Linked DNA regions of Mus musculus: region 2 is linked to region 1. The links are chromatin contacts, called in public Hi-C maps. All regions are on one chromosome and are shown on one strand. The core of a region is the stretch at or near the end of the contact, and the rest is flanking DNA. Distances in the headings are between cores, read along the strand shown.

Region 1 (6,048 bases), core at 1,807-4,306:
TTATTCTTCAGTAATCCTATAGATTTGTAAAGATAAACTTGAAACAGAGGACTTTAGTGGGCTACTTGCTACAGAAAGGTTTCCAAAGATACGCTGTGCAGAGCAAATCTTTTGCTTAGAAATAATACACTGTGGGCATGTGTCCAGTTGGGTGGAGATCAACTTTAACCAATTCTGATTTTCAATTTGATTTCTTCATTTTATTTTATGTATGACCACGGAAAAAAATCTACAGAATGCAATTCAATATAATTTCTACTCAAAACGTTTTGCAAGGACTCCTGGGTATGGACAAGAGGAAAGACCAGTTGGAAAAGCTTTCCCCTCTCCTATGTTTTTGCAGAATGTGAACAACGCTCAACAAAATCACCCAGATCTTTTCCTATTCAAATTGAGAATGACTGGAAATGTCACCTTGTGGGATTTTCCACAGTCTGTTCATAGCAGACATTAGGTACAGAGAGCCTCACATGCTGCTACAAAAGAGGACTGCTGGACTGGAAAGTCACACAGCGGTCCTTGAGAAAGGGACTGCATCAGGTTCCACTCCGGAAGTGGAACTGTGAACTGCGGAAGTGCGAAAGAACTGCATCCTGGGTATGTCTGCTGAGAGCCACAGAGGACAGGCCGATTAACTAGGCAGGCAGGCAAGGGACATGCTACCTTGGCGCACTGAGAGCCTGGGGAGGTTTGGTCAAGTTTGGGGAAGTATCCCCAAATCCAGAGTATCCCCAACCATCCCCATGTAGCTTAATTCTGAATTCCTGGCCCCGATTAAATTCAGCGATTGTTTCTCATTTTAGAAAGCTGTCCATGTGCGTGCCACGTTCTTTTCTTAGATAAAAACATACCCACAGCTTCCATACAAAACGAAACCAAACACATTCAGAACACATGTAAGCCATTTCTCTATGGGAAAGGCCATTTGTGGTTAGCACAGAAAGTATTTATGGCTTCACTGTTAATTGTGGTTTCTTTGTATTAGCCAAAAAAGGTAGCATTCTTCATGGTAGGGATAGTATGAAAGAAATTGCCTTTCTGAAAAATGTCGGAATTTTCTGGGGTGCAAGGAAATGACTGAACTTAAGACTTTTTTTCAAAACACCAAAGAAATACATGCAAGCCCAAACTCTTTTAAATTTCATTAAAAGTTCATTCAAAATTGTTTTAATTGAACTTGGATACATTTCCAAAATAAAGACTGTATACATATACATAAATATATATATATATATATATATATATATATATATATATATATATATATATATATATACACACACACACACACATATACACATACATTGCATATTTATTGCTTGGGTGTATTAAGGTTTTCTTCTGAAACAATGTCATTTTTAATAAATATTTAATTTGCCTAAATCACTGGGCTGTTTTGCTTCTTTCTTTCTTTCTTTCTTTCTTTCTTTCTTTCTCACTTTCTCACTTTCTCACTTTCTTTCTTTTCTTTCTTTCCCACCCTCTTCTCCCCTCACTTTTAACATTTAAACTCATAGAATAATTATGGTGCTGAATGTTTTACATATTATTAAAATTATAATTTTTGTTTTAAAGTACACTTGACCATATTTTGTAAGGTGACTAAGTGAATCACAAGCTAACTACCTCTAGTATAGACTTGTGGGGCCTATACACTAATTTTTTAAAGTAGGCGTTTCTGTAGTTCTGACTCCATCAGGGCACCTCCCATGCCTGTTGTGACAGTGAGGACAACAGAGGCAAAGCGATTAGGCCAGACACTAGAACACCACGGAGGGAGACTGACGTGTCGAACAGCGCTTCTTAACTACACTGACTTTCATCACCTACGGAAAACATAGACCTCATAATGTTGTTATGCAATTTAAATATTGGGACATATATATTTATATATGTTATAAAATTTCACAAGGGAAACAAATCACCAAACCATGACCTTGATTTCTTCTTTCTGTAGGAAAAAACACTGTTTGTAAGAAGGGTTGTGAGCATAATCTGTCAATTTAATCACATACATTTATGTATATCTTATGAATGTATCTGAAATTGACTCTAAATGAACATTTTATGATGTTAAATGAAGTTTTCCAAAGATCTGCATTTATTCAAAGATCATGTAAAAAGGCTGTTAATTTAGATAAACATGTTGTGTCCATGCTGAGCACTTATGTAATTCTGGGCTTTAATTTAATAGTTACAAAATCAAATACATTCATAACTTAAACTGCACTATTATTAGTATTCAAAAATCTCTCTAGTAAAACATTTAAAGAGTTTTAGTGAATATTTTGCCCTTCCTTTCCTCTTTCAAATGGAAATTACAGTGACATTTATCAGGACATATGGATTTTAAAAATTGGGTCAAGTGATATGCTATAAAATTTCTACTTCTAATTTATTTTAATATATTTATACACTGCATCATATTGTGCACCAGCACAGAAATACATATCCATGTATCATTTACATTATTATGTAAAAAATTACTGATAGTCATAGCATATATTTTTATGCCTTTTAATGGCTTGTATTTTTATAATTATTAATATTTTAAGTAGATGAAAGTCCTTCCCCCTGCCCGTGAAAATTTTTTTTAATGAAAAAGGGAATAAAATTTCAGCCCAGAGCTCACCTATCTTCATTTTAAGAAACATGTTTGCATTTCCTTTTTATGTTACAGATATCAAATGCAAATCATTTCTGATACTAGATACAGGTGGGTCTCTTTTCCTTGCACGGGTAGCAGCTAATCGTATTTTTACTGATTTTCATGGGTTTTCAAATATTGATATTGATTTCAACCAAAAGATGAAAGCAGTTTATACTAATGAGTTTTCACTATCGTGGGTGATAGGAGATAGTGCTTGAATAAAGGAAAATGCATGCACAAGTTTTTCACTTCTTACTGTTCACAAAAGAAAAAAAAAGTGAAAAGTAAGAATTCATGCTGTGTGCCTGTTTCCTCTTGTCCTTCCTCAGCTGAGGTATCTAACCTTCCTTGGAGGTTCCCTGAGACTCCTCAGACATGCCGCTTCTTTTCCCGGTCCTCTACTTGCGTTCTAAACGTCAGCCTGTAGGGGGCACTCCTGAGCTGCCACAAAAAGACTACTGAACCGCCTGTGTGGGTCTGAGATGTATTTAATATTCATTATGTTATCAAGACATTTCCTCAGCAAAGAATCCACAGTTCATTTTTAAAGCACATGCAGCCACAATTGAGTAAAAAACAGTCTCAGGTATTGAGACAGACATTTGCCTTCCCGGGGAGGCTAATAGAAATTTAGAAAGCTTCTGTCTTGTGTGGGTATGTTTGTACTTTTTGGGATTTCCTTCTTTCTGCCATTCTTTTTTGGAGTTCAGGGTACGTTGCATAATACCCAGAGTTTTATTATCATACCCCCAGTCTTGCTGTCTCTGTCTCACTTCTGGGAAGAACCATAGATAATACATACAATCACGTGGCCCACAACCAAGGTTATAAACAATCGATCTTTAGTGAGAATGAAATATCACCTTTAAGGATGTCTGTGACACTCCACTCCTTTACCCATTTCTTGTTTCTTCCCTCTCCCCAGATCCAGTAGAATCTACTTGGATGGCAGTTCCGAGGACCACTTCATGGTATGGACCCTTCACAGGGCTACACTTCTGAGGTTCCCAACAGCATCTGGTGCACTCGCAATGGCTTTTTATATCAGTTCATAGCTACCCATCAGAGAGATTGTAGAATCATCTAACCTGATGTGTTGTGGGGTAAGTCGATATTCAGAGTTTTGCTTGCCTCCCAGGCGTTTACTCTCTCCTTCTTGGTGGATCACGTCGTTATCGTCCCTTCTGAAAGCAGCCCAAGCAACTCATTCTCTGTTCATCTTAAATTTCGCTCTCCTGTCACAATTTCACTTGCTTTTTTCCACCCGTGTTTCAACCTACCATCTCCCCATTTATTGGTCCATTTTCGAACAGAGTCCCTCCACAAGTTGTATCTGAATGATGTCCCCAAACACCTCCCTTCTCTCCTCCACACTCCAGGATAGTCTCTTGAGATCACCAGTTGACTTCCATGCTTTTAAACCTATGATGAGTCCTTCATCCTCTGTTGTGGGTAGCCCTGGGGCTGTTTGTATCTTGATGCTAATTCTGCTTCCCTAGGAGGGGCTGCCTGGGATAAGGAGTGAATCACATACTCAGGTAACTTCCTGTGAACCTTTCCCTAATGAATATTTCTAGGAATCAATCACTGGGCAAGGGGTAAGCGGGACTTCTGGGTTGAGAGGGTAAGAGGAGGCAGAAAAAGGTCTTGTTTTTGGACGGGAAGACAGGTGGAGGTCAAAGTGTAGGTAGCAGAGACCCCTGGTTCAGGTGGCAGATCCACTGGGATCCGTTACCGGGGGATTTAACTTAGAATGACTTACAAATTAGGAGGTTAGCTGTGGTGCCACTTGTGTTACCTGTTAATTTTGAAATAGTTTTGAAATAGTTTTGAAGAGAGAGAGAGAGAGAGAGAGAGAGAGAGAGAGAGAAAGTAAGTCCCAAGATGAGAACATGAGAACAGGTCGGCCTGCCCGCCAGTGCCTGGCCTGCCCACTGGTGCCCAGCTGGCGGTAGTGGTAGCGTGGGATTGACTTCATATTTCTATTTCATGCTACAGTCCTCATCTCGATACTCAAAAGTAATATCTTCTTTCCTCAATGGATAACTTTCCTTCTTTCTTAAATAGCTCTAAAGTTGCCTTCTGCTAGCCTTGCCCTTTTAAAGGACAAGACATATGTTAAGACTTTGGGGAGCTGGTTTATAGAAGAAAGCAGATTTCTCAACACAAAAGAAAGGATACACTTCAGATCCAGGGCGAACAGTGGGGGATGAGGCCAAGAGGCATCTTCTTATGAAGACCTGATAAGATTGAAGAGGCGCAAACTGAACTGTGGCCTCCAGGATGAAGTGGAGAGCCATTGGCAGGTTCCGAAGAGACAGTGAGCTAGCATCTGACTGCAACTGTATTGGTAGCATGGTGCCCTACAGTGGGGAGAACCAGGGTAATGATAAATCAGAGGAATTATTGATAGGCTTGAAGGACTATCTCATACATCAAGGGTTGGAAGCCAGGCACAGGGTACACATGTGTGATTATGGAAGCCTGAACAACATGGGAGACCTTATGTCCAAAAGTCAGAAAGTAAGTTTGTAAGTAAATAAACAAATAAATACGCTTTAAGAGTAACAGCATATAGTGTTGGAAGGGTGCACCTTCAAACAGTAATATCCAGTAAAGGAATGAGTAGGTATGCCTAGACGAGTAAAGTGGGCCTGGCTGGAAACAGATTTGTGATTATTCAGAGTCTGGACAGCATTTAAATCCCAAGAAGGTGAGGTAACCCTAGGGAGTTAGTGTAGAGATAGATTCAGAGTCTGATCCCTGCAAAACTCACAGTGTTGACACAAACATAACCAAGGAACAGGGGATGAGGGCTCTCAGGACAGGTCTGGCTGCAAGCCTGCCACCATTTTTTCAAGTTTATTCCCTTCCCCACAGTGGTACGCCTAGCCATCAATACAGCTGCAGGTAAATGCTAGTTCTCCCTCTTCCAGAGCATTCAGGTGTTTCTCATCTTAGCACGGAAGGCAGTCCAGAGAGAGAAAGAGAGGAGAAAGGGGGAGGGGGGGAGAAGGAGAGACGGATGGAGAGGGGGAGGAGATGTTGCACGGGGGAATTGGGAGGGTGAACGTCCATATGGAGTCTTAGATTTGGTATGGCCTTTGTTTGAGGATGTCTTCACTTTTCACAAAACAATAAGCATTCCAAGTTAGCTGAGCTTGCTTGAGCAGGAGTACTTTTATTTTGGTATAGTACTCCTGCAGAGGCTCTTCCTTCTGTAGACCTTTGGGACACTTGAGAGAAGAAACTGGTTTTGCACTTTAATCTTCCGCCAGTACCCTGATAACGTCAATAATATTGTGACCACACAGGGTTGTAAACACTAAGCCTAAAAGGAGTAACCTGTCCTGCTCTGTGCATCAAGCTATGTAAATGCGCCATATAACTTCCCTAAA
Region 2 (6,479 bases), core at 1,379-3,878, 380 kb after region 1:
TTATCACGTCATCGCCTTAGATTTATATTACTGAGCGGGGAGGTCACCTGACACAAGTTGAGGAAGATGCAGGGAAAGAAGTCAATGTATCTATAAAAGGATGAGACCAACTAACTCAGTGCATGAAGAATCATAACAATGGCAATAAATCACTTGTGATATATTCAAACAACATTTACTTGTGGCAGATAACTTTGTGCCAAGAATTGATCTTGCGTTCCCTGTATTTATGATAAAACGAAAGTGACATTATACTTTGTCATGAACGAATACCTTAAGTGATACTTTAAAAAATATACACACTGTTCACAAAGCAACTCTTCCCTGATTTATGGTTATAAATGCTGTTATGAGCATGCTTAGATGGCAGATACATAAGAGTTGTGATCAGCAGCCATGTGAGTTAGGATTAATTTATTCCTCATTAGATTAGAAATCTTAATAATGTTATTCATCTTGTTTTTCCTCAATAAATACTGTGTTTTTATCTTTAGAAATCTTCATTCTGACCTGGCTGAAATAAAATACAGGGGACAGGATATGTGGCAGAGGATCTAGAACACAACACACTGTACTTACATGTGTTGTAGAAGGAGACTGCTTTTCTGGAGTTCTAAAAGAGTTTTGCTCTCAGCTTCTTCTTATTATTATTGAATATTTGAAACCACATAATTGCAGTTTTTTGGTTTTTATTCTTTCTTGTTGTCAGACACTCCACTATTGCCACTTGTACAGGACCACGGTGTGTGTATGTGTGTGTGTGGGGGGGTGTGGGTGTATGTGTAGTGGTGAAACATTGAAGCATATCTCCCATGTAATCTCAAAGTGATATTAAAAACAAAGTAACCCCAGCTATGACTGAATACTATAGTTACTAAAATGGACATTTTAACGGGATTTCCATGTTAATTCATAGCCTGTGCCTCCATAACTCTTGAATTTATAGTAAGGTTATGAGGAAAGAATAGATGTATTTTCTGGTCTTCAGGTCACATCTTACACAAGACCGACACTTCCAGAAAATTCTGGGACTCAGTTAATTCAGCAGGATGCAGAGGTCTCATTCCTTGGAGCTCTGAGAGGCCTTAATGGCACTTCTGTATTATGTTCCTCATGTTCCATGTTGGCAATGATTGGCCTTCTGCACCATGTGATTTAGGAATAGGGATTCCATTGTTTCAAGGCTTCAGGAGATGCTTGGCTCACATCTGGGACACAGGCTCACTTATTTATTTGTTTGCTTGCTTGTCTGTTTGTTTGCTATTTGTGTTACCTTGAGCAAGTCTATGACCCGCACCCCCCCAGAAATATATTTTGTTATCTAGTTAACAAAGGAAGTTATCTAAAGATGACTTGAAACTGCTCTTCCAGAAAACTGGAGGGCAAAAGAAAAAGTCAGTGAACAGAAAATTCTTGGGCTTTTCCAGTCTCACTAGAGCAGATTCTTTTTGATTTGCTATATAAATTTAATGTTTGTTAAATAAAGTAATCCCAAAATTCATTATAGGCTTGGAACTGTGGATGAGATTGTTGAAGCTCTTCCTGCTTTGGTATACCTTGTGATGTGTTAAGGCATATTTTTGATCTGTAGACTCAAACAGAAACGAAACAAATATAAAAATTCTCTGGCTGGTAAGAGTTTACAAGAGACTTATCTGTTCCCCTGTTAAAAAAATAGAATTAAATTCAATAAATCGAGTTTAACAGTTGTTAAATGACTATGAGCTTTAAAGAAAGTTTACTTTTTTAAAATTATTTATTATTATGCATAAGTATAATATCAGATGCACCACAAGAGGGCGTCAGATCTCATTATGGGGGGGTCGGGGGGAGGATGTGAGCCCCATGTGATGGCTGGGATTTGAACTCAGGACTTTCAGAAAAGCAGTTAGTGCTCTTACCTGCTGAGCCATCTTGCCAACCCCTAAAGAAAGTTTATTCGAAATACGAAGACATTTGTGTAAAAAACATGTAGAGGAGTAAGAATAGAGAAAGAGAAAGAGAAATGAAGATATATAAAGGAAAGTCAATATAATTATAGAGATTTTAAAACATACGATTTTTAAAATAATTCTTACTGATTATAATGTGTTATATTTGTTATAAGTGAAATATCACTTATATTTGATTCAGGTGTTTCATATTATTATAAATTATTAAATGCATACATTTGATATTTTTGAATATTTACATTAAACACTAGTATTTTAAAAACAATTCATTTTTAATGGCTGGTGTTTAAAAGCTGAATAATGGAAACATTTAATTAGGATTTATAAGTGAGAATTATTATATATGGTTAGAACTCACTCTGATTTAATTTAAGGAACATGTCTCTTTAGTCCAGTCCAAACTTTGATGCTTTTACCACATACTCAAGCTGAGCCTATATTTTAAAATTTCCTTATAAACCATGTTCTCAAACGAGTCTGGCTTTTGAAGTAATCACTATTCAAGCTTGGATGAGCTGTGGAGCCAAAAAGCATTGTTTTCGTTTTTGCTGCTTTTAAAACCAGTTTGTTTTCCTGGAACCAGTCTGCCAAAGTCTTTTTGCAGTTCAGTAGTTAAGTGAGAAACAGATTTGCCATTAAAATGCACAGTCGTGCCGTCTGCATAAAGATGTATAGAGCAGTACTGACATATCCATGTTAAATCATTAATAAAAAGAGAAAGGAGGAACAGGCCCATGACTGACACTGTTGCTTAATAGCTGGAAGGAGAAGGGGAGGAGAGACAGCCTTGTGAACAGTAACAGATTGATGTCTGTCGGAGCCATTTCTTATCTTTGACAGCACTTGGCCTGAAGCCGATGCTCTCTACCTTCTGTAGTTGGAGCCATGGTTCACTAGGCCAAAGCAGTTTGAGAAATTAATAAAATAAAAATCACTTAATTATGAAGCCCCCTCAATAATGCATTCAGTATTTGGGGGTTATCATACAGTAACATACGAAGCCTTGGCTAATTCCTTAAAGACTTTCAGAAGTGAAACCCATGTGTTTTTCTCTAGGTGGCATTTTTGAACCTACCAAATACTTATTTACAACCACGGTTACAAATGGGCTGTATTGCCTGTCTTTTACTTTGTCCTTCAGAGGTAGAGTAACTGGGAACGTTAAAGCAAGACACAAGTTAAATAATTGGTACGTAGTGCAATTTTTTAATTTAGAAAGCCTCCTTAAAAAGGAAACAGAAGAGATGTGTGAGTTCTACTCCTGGGTAAGGTCGCACTGCTTGATGCTCTCTTTGATGGTGTCAGCACTGTTGAAATATTTATTTCTACATAAGGTTTGTATACCAGATGAGATTGCAGAGAGGATTTTCTTAGCCCCTAGAAACTAAGGGATTAAGAGGAACTCTCAATCTGAAGGGAAGAAGAATGTAACTCTGGCATCAAATACACACAAAGGGGCTGATGAGTAATGTTTACTAAATCATAGCAGTACCCAATTAAACTGCTACAGTCCATCCCAGTGGTGGCCCCAATGTTCTGGGTTCCTGAATGAAAGAGACATACACACAGCCTTTATTTTTTGATATGCCTTAAACAGCTCAGTGGCTGGGCCACTTCCTAACCTCCATGTGGCTAGTTCACCTCCCTCTGATATTCCCAACTCGTTACTTAGTAAAATCTATATTCCATCTTTCCTGTCCTGGCTGTCCTGGATCCAGTCGGGCAGCCCTCTGAGGACCTTCCTCTCCTGGCTCCTACATGCTCTCTGTCCTGCACCTTCTCAGTCTTAGCATCTCCTCTTCTCCACCTTCTCCCAGCATGGTGAATCTCCTCTCCCTTCCTCTTTCCTCAGAACCTTGCCCAGGAATCCAAAAGTGCCACCTCTGTCTGTCCCACCCAGGCATTGGCTGACAGCAAGTTTATTTACCAATTAAAACCAGGTTCCCTCAGAGTCTTGCCTGTGGGCATGCAGATCCCTGTGCAATTTGGGGGACCCAAATTCACAAGCAGCATTAGACAAAACCCACTATACTAAATCACAATGGGAATACACACACACACACACACACACACACACACACACACACACACACACACACACACTGAGAATAAACAGATTCAAGTGACACTGAAGTGTAAAGATTTTTAAAAGGCATTAAGTTTTGAGAACTGATAATATGCCACTTTGACACCCTAAAGTCACCCATATATAATAGTTATCCATTATTGGTTATTGTCAAGGAGTTCAAAACTGTAGTTATATAAAGTAGTGCGACTTTGAATATAAGATGTATGTGGAAATCTTTGCTTGACCATTGCAAGAGTTCTCTGGGTGCTTGCCAGTCTGTTCCACTGAAGCTCAAAGCTCAGCTGTCTGACGAAGGAAACAGCCAGGATTTCTTTCCCCGATTGCTTACTCAGAGGAACAAAATTATGTGCCTGGAGCTGTGCTTGGCTCCCCAGACGCAGAGAGGATTAAAGGCCTCATTCCTAAACTTCACAGAACTTTCAGTAGGAGCATTAGATAGAAGAACAAAGTACAGGAGTGTGAACAACCTGAAATTACCTGGAGAATGACGCAGAGAGCTAATAGATTACAAGAGACTACAATAGAGAGAAATCGATTACAAGTTAGGGCTTCATGAAAGCCCTTTGGGATAACTGGTGTTTGAGAGCTCATGTATGGTGGAAGTAAACGTTAATGAACTGTGTGCTGAAATTCAGAGTTGAGCATGCCAAAAGTACAACTCAAGAGAAACTGTAGGTACAAAGCCCTGGGCATCCTGGAGGGACCAAAGTCATTCTCCCAAGAGAAATGCAAACATGTTGGAACCTCAGGCAAAGGCCACATCTTGAAGAAGCTTGTAACAATGTTGGGGACTGCAATGTAGTGTTGAGTTGTTGCACAGAGATAATTCTAAGAAACATCCCAAGAGACTTGATGATGCTCTTCTACTTCTGTGATGAAAAGAAATTTATTTAATTAAGTATATTTAATGAAAAGACTTTAGACATTGTGTTGAACTACCATCATTCTCAGTAAGCACTATGTATTGATAACTTTTCTTATTGCTTTGACAAAATACCAAAAGGGGCCAGCAAGATAGCTCAGCAGTTCAGGATGCTTGGCACCAAATTGGATCCCCAGAAGTCAATGATGGAAGGGAACAACTTCAGGTTTTCTCTGATTCCATAGGAGCATGCATACATGCAGAGGGATGCACAACAAATAAATATACATTGTTGACATTTAAAAATATTCTAAAAGCTTAAGTAAGGAATACAGTGTCTTCATCATGGTGCCCAAAGCATGACCACAGGGATCTAAAATGACTCCTCCCATTATATTTACAGTTGGAATGCAGCCACTGATACATGTTGGTGCTCACCCACTTTCTCCTTGATTTCTTTTGATTTAATCCTGGTCCCCAACCTGTGAACATTGCCACCAGGTTCAGAGTGGGTCTTCCCTCTTTAGTTAAACCTTGAAAGTATCTACTTGGTGATTCTAAATCCAATTAGTAGACAATGACAGTTTGTCACTACACCCTCTAAAGAAGATATTGCTTGCTTATAGGCATAGAGAATGCAGGGTGAGTTTTCTGGACACCATGAAGTTGGGAAGTGACTACAGTAAAAGATGAGACTCTGAGGCCTTAAAGTCTGACCAGAAGTTACCGTTTCCAGATAAAAACAAAGCATCCAAATCAAGAGTTTTCAGATATGAATCATTCTAGCCCATGAAATCTTGTTTTGGTTACAGTTATTTTAGTTGACTGAAGGCAGCATTATTTTAGAGATTCTGTACATTTTTGTGATTTGTATATTTTGAAAGACCAACTCCCTGCCTTCAGGTAGGCTGAGGGATGCACGGGGATACTGGGAAGATGTTGGGCAGGCAGAAGCTCGGGTCCTGCCCTGTTTCATCTACGTCTGCAGTGCATCAATATCCTCAAGGTATTTATGAGCTCATTAAAGTTTGAGAAGTGCTGCTTTAGGTCTTGTGGGGAAATGAATTCAAATAATTTATAAATTGGGCATTTAGACTAAGTTTGAAATTAGTTTTCCTGTAGTTAATTATCATTTTAATGTTAAAATATCCTTAACACTTTCATAAATTCAAAGTTAATTATTGTTATGGAAAATGTTTCACTAGGAAACAATTACTCTAGGCACAGTGCCAGAAGTTTCAAGGTTTAAATTTTACTCAAAACACAACAAAATATTTTGAACATATACATATTTCCTTGTATGGCAGAAATAACCATGTGAAATATCAATTATTGATTACTGGAAGTTTTAGGGCAAACTATACTCATAATAGTTAAGTGAAAGCAATCATTCAGTATCATATTCTTTGTCCTAAAATCATTGTCAAATAATCATTTAACCCCCAAGACCCTACGACTATTTGTGGGACCTGTGCTTACAATATCTAAGAGTATTTAGGCTTGCTTGGATTTTGTGTTTATGTAATAAAAACACATTCTTAACAATTTATTTAACTAAATTTGGAGTGAGAAGCTC

Evidence for each region. A called contact is a pair of places that touch in the nucleus more often than the background predicts.
Region 2: a contact with region 1 is called in a Hi-C map of cortical neurons, with 1.9 times the contacts expected there. The contact joins two enhancer-like sites. A contact is called at or near these places in 3 of 484 Hi-C or Micro-C datasets (cerebral cortex and cortical neurons) and 1 of 9 other capture datasets (embryonic stem cells).

Annotation. Positions count from the first base shown.
Region 1 is chr1:55,957,410-55,963,457 of GRCm38.p6, forward strand. It overlaps 9130227L01Rik (RIKEN cDNA 9130227L01 gene), which reads left to right. Exons shown (of 6, transcript NR_045837.1): 4 at 236-597; 5 at 3,576-3,753. Among named protein-coding and RNA genes, the nearest start is that of 9130227L01Rik, 29 kb to the left of the region's middle. Within about 2 kb of position 3,057, at least 3 of the 459 cell types and tissues checked have an H3K27ac peak or open chromatin away from gene starts, as enhancers often do. A contact at or near this core is called in cortical neurons, where this site is marked.
Region 2 is chr1:56,342,528-56,349,006 of GRCm38.p6, forward strand. No RefSeq gene overlaps it. Among named protein-coding and RNA genes, the nearest start is that of Hsfy2, 290 kb to the right of the region's middle. Within about 2 kb of position 2,629, at least 4 of the 459 cell types and tissues checked have an H3K27ac peak or open chromatin away from gene starts, as enhancers often do. A contact at or near this core is called in cortical neurons, where this site is marked.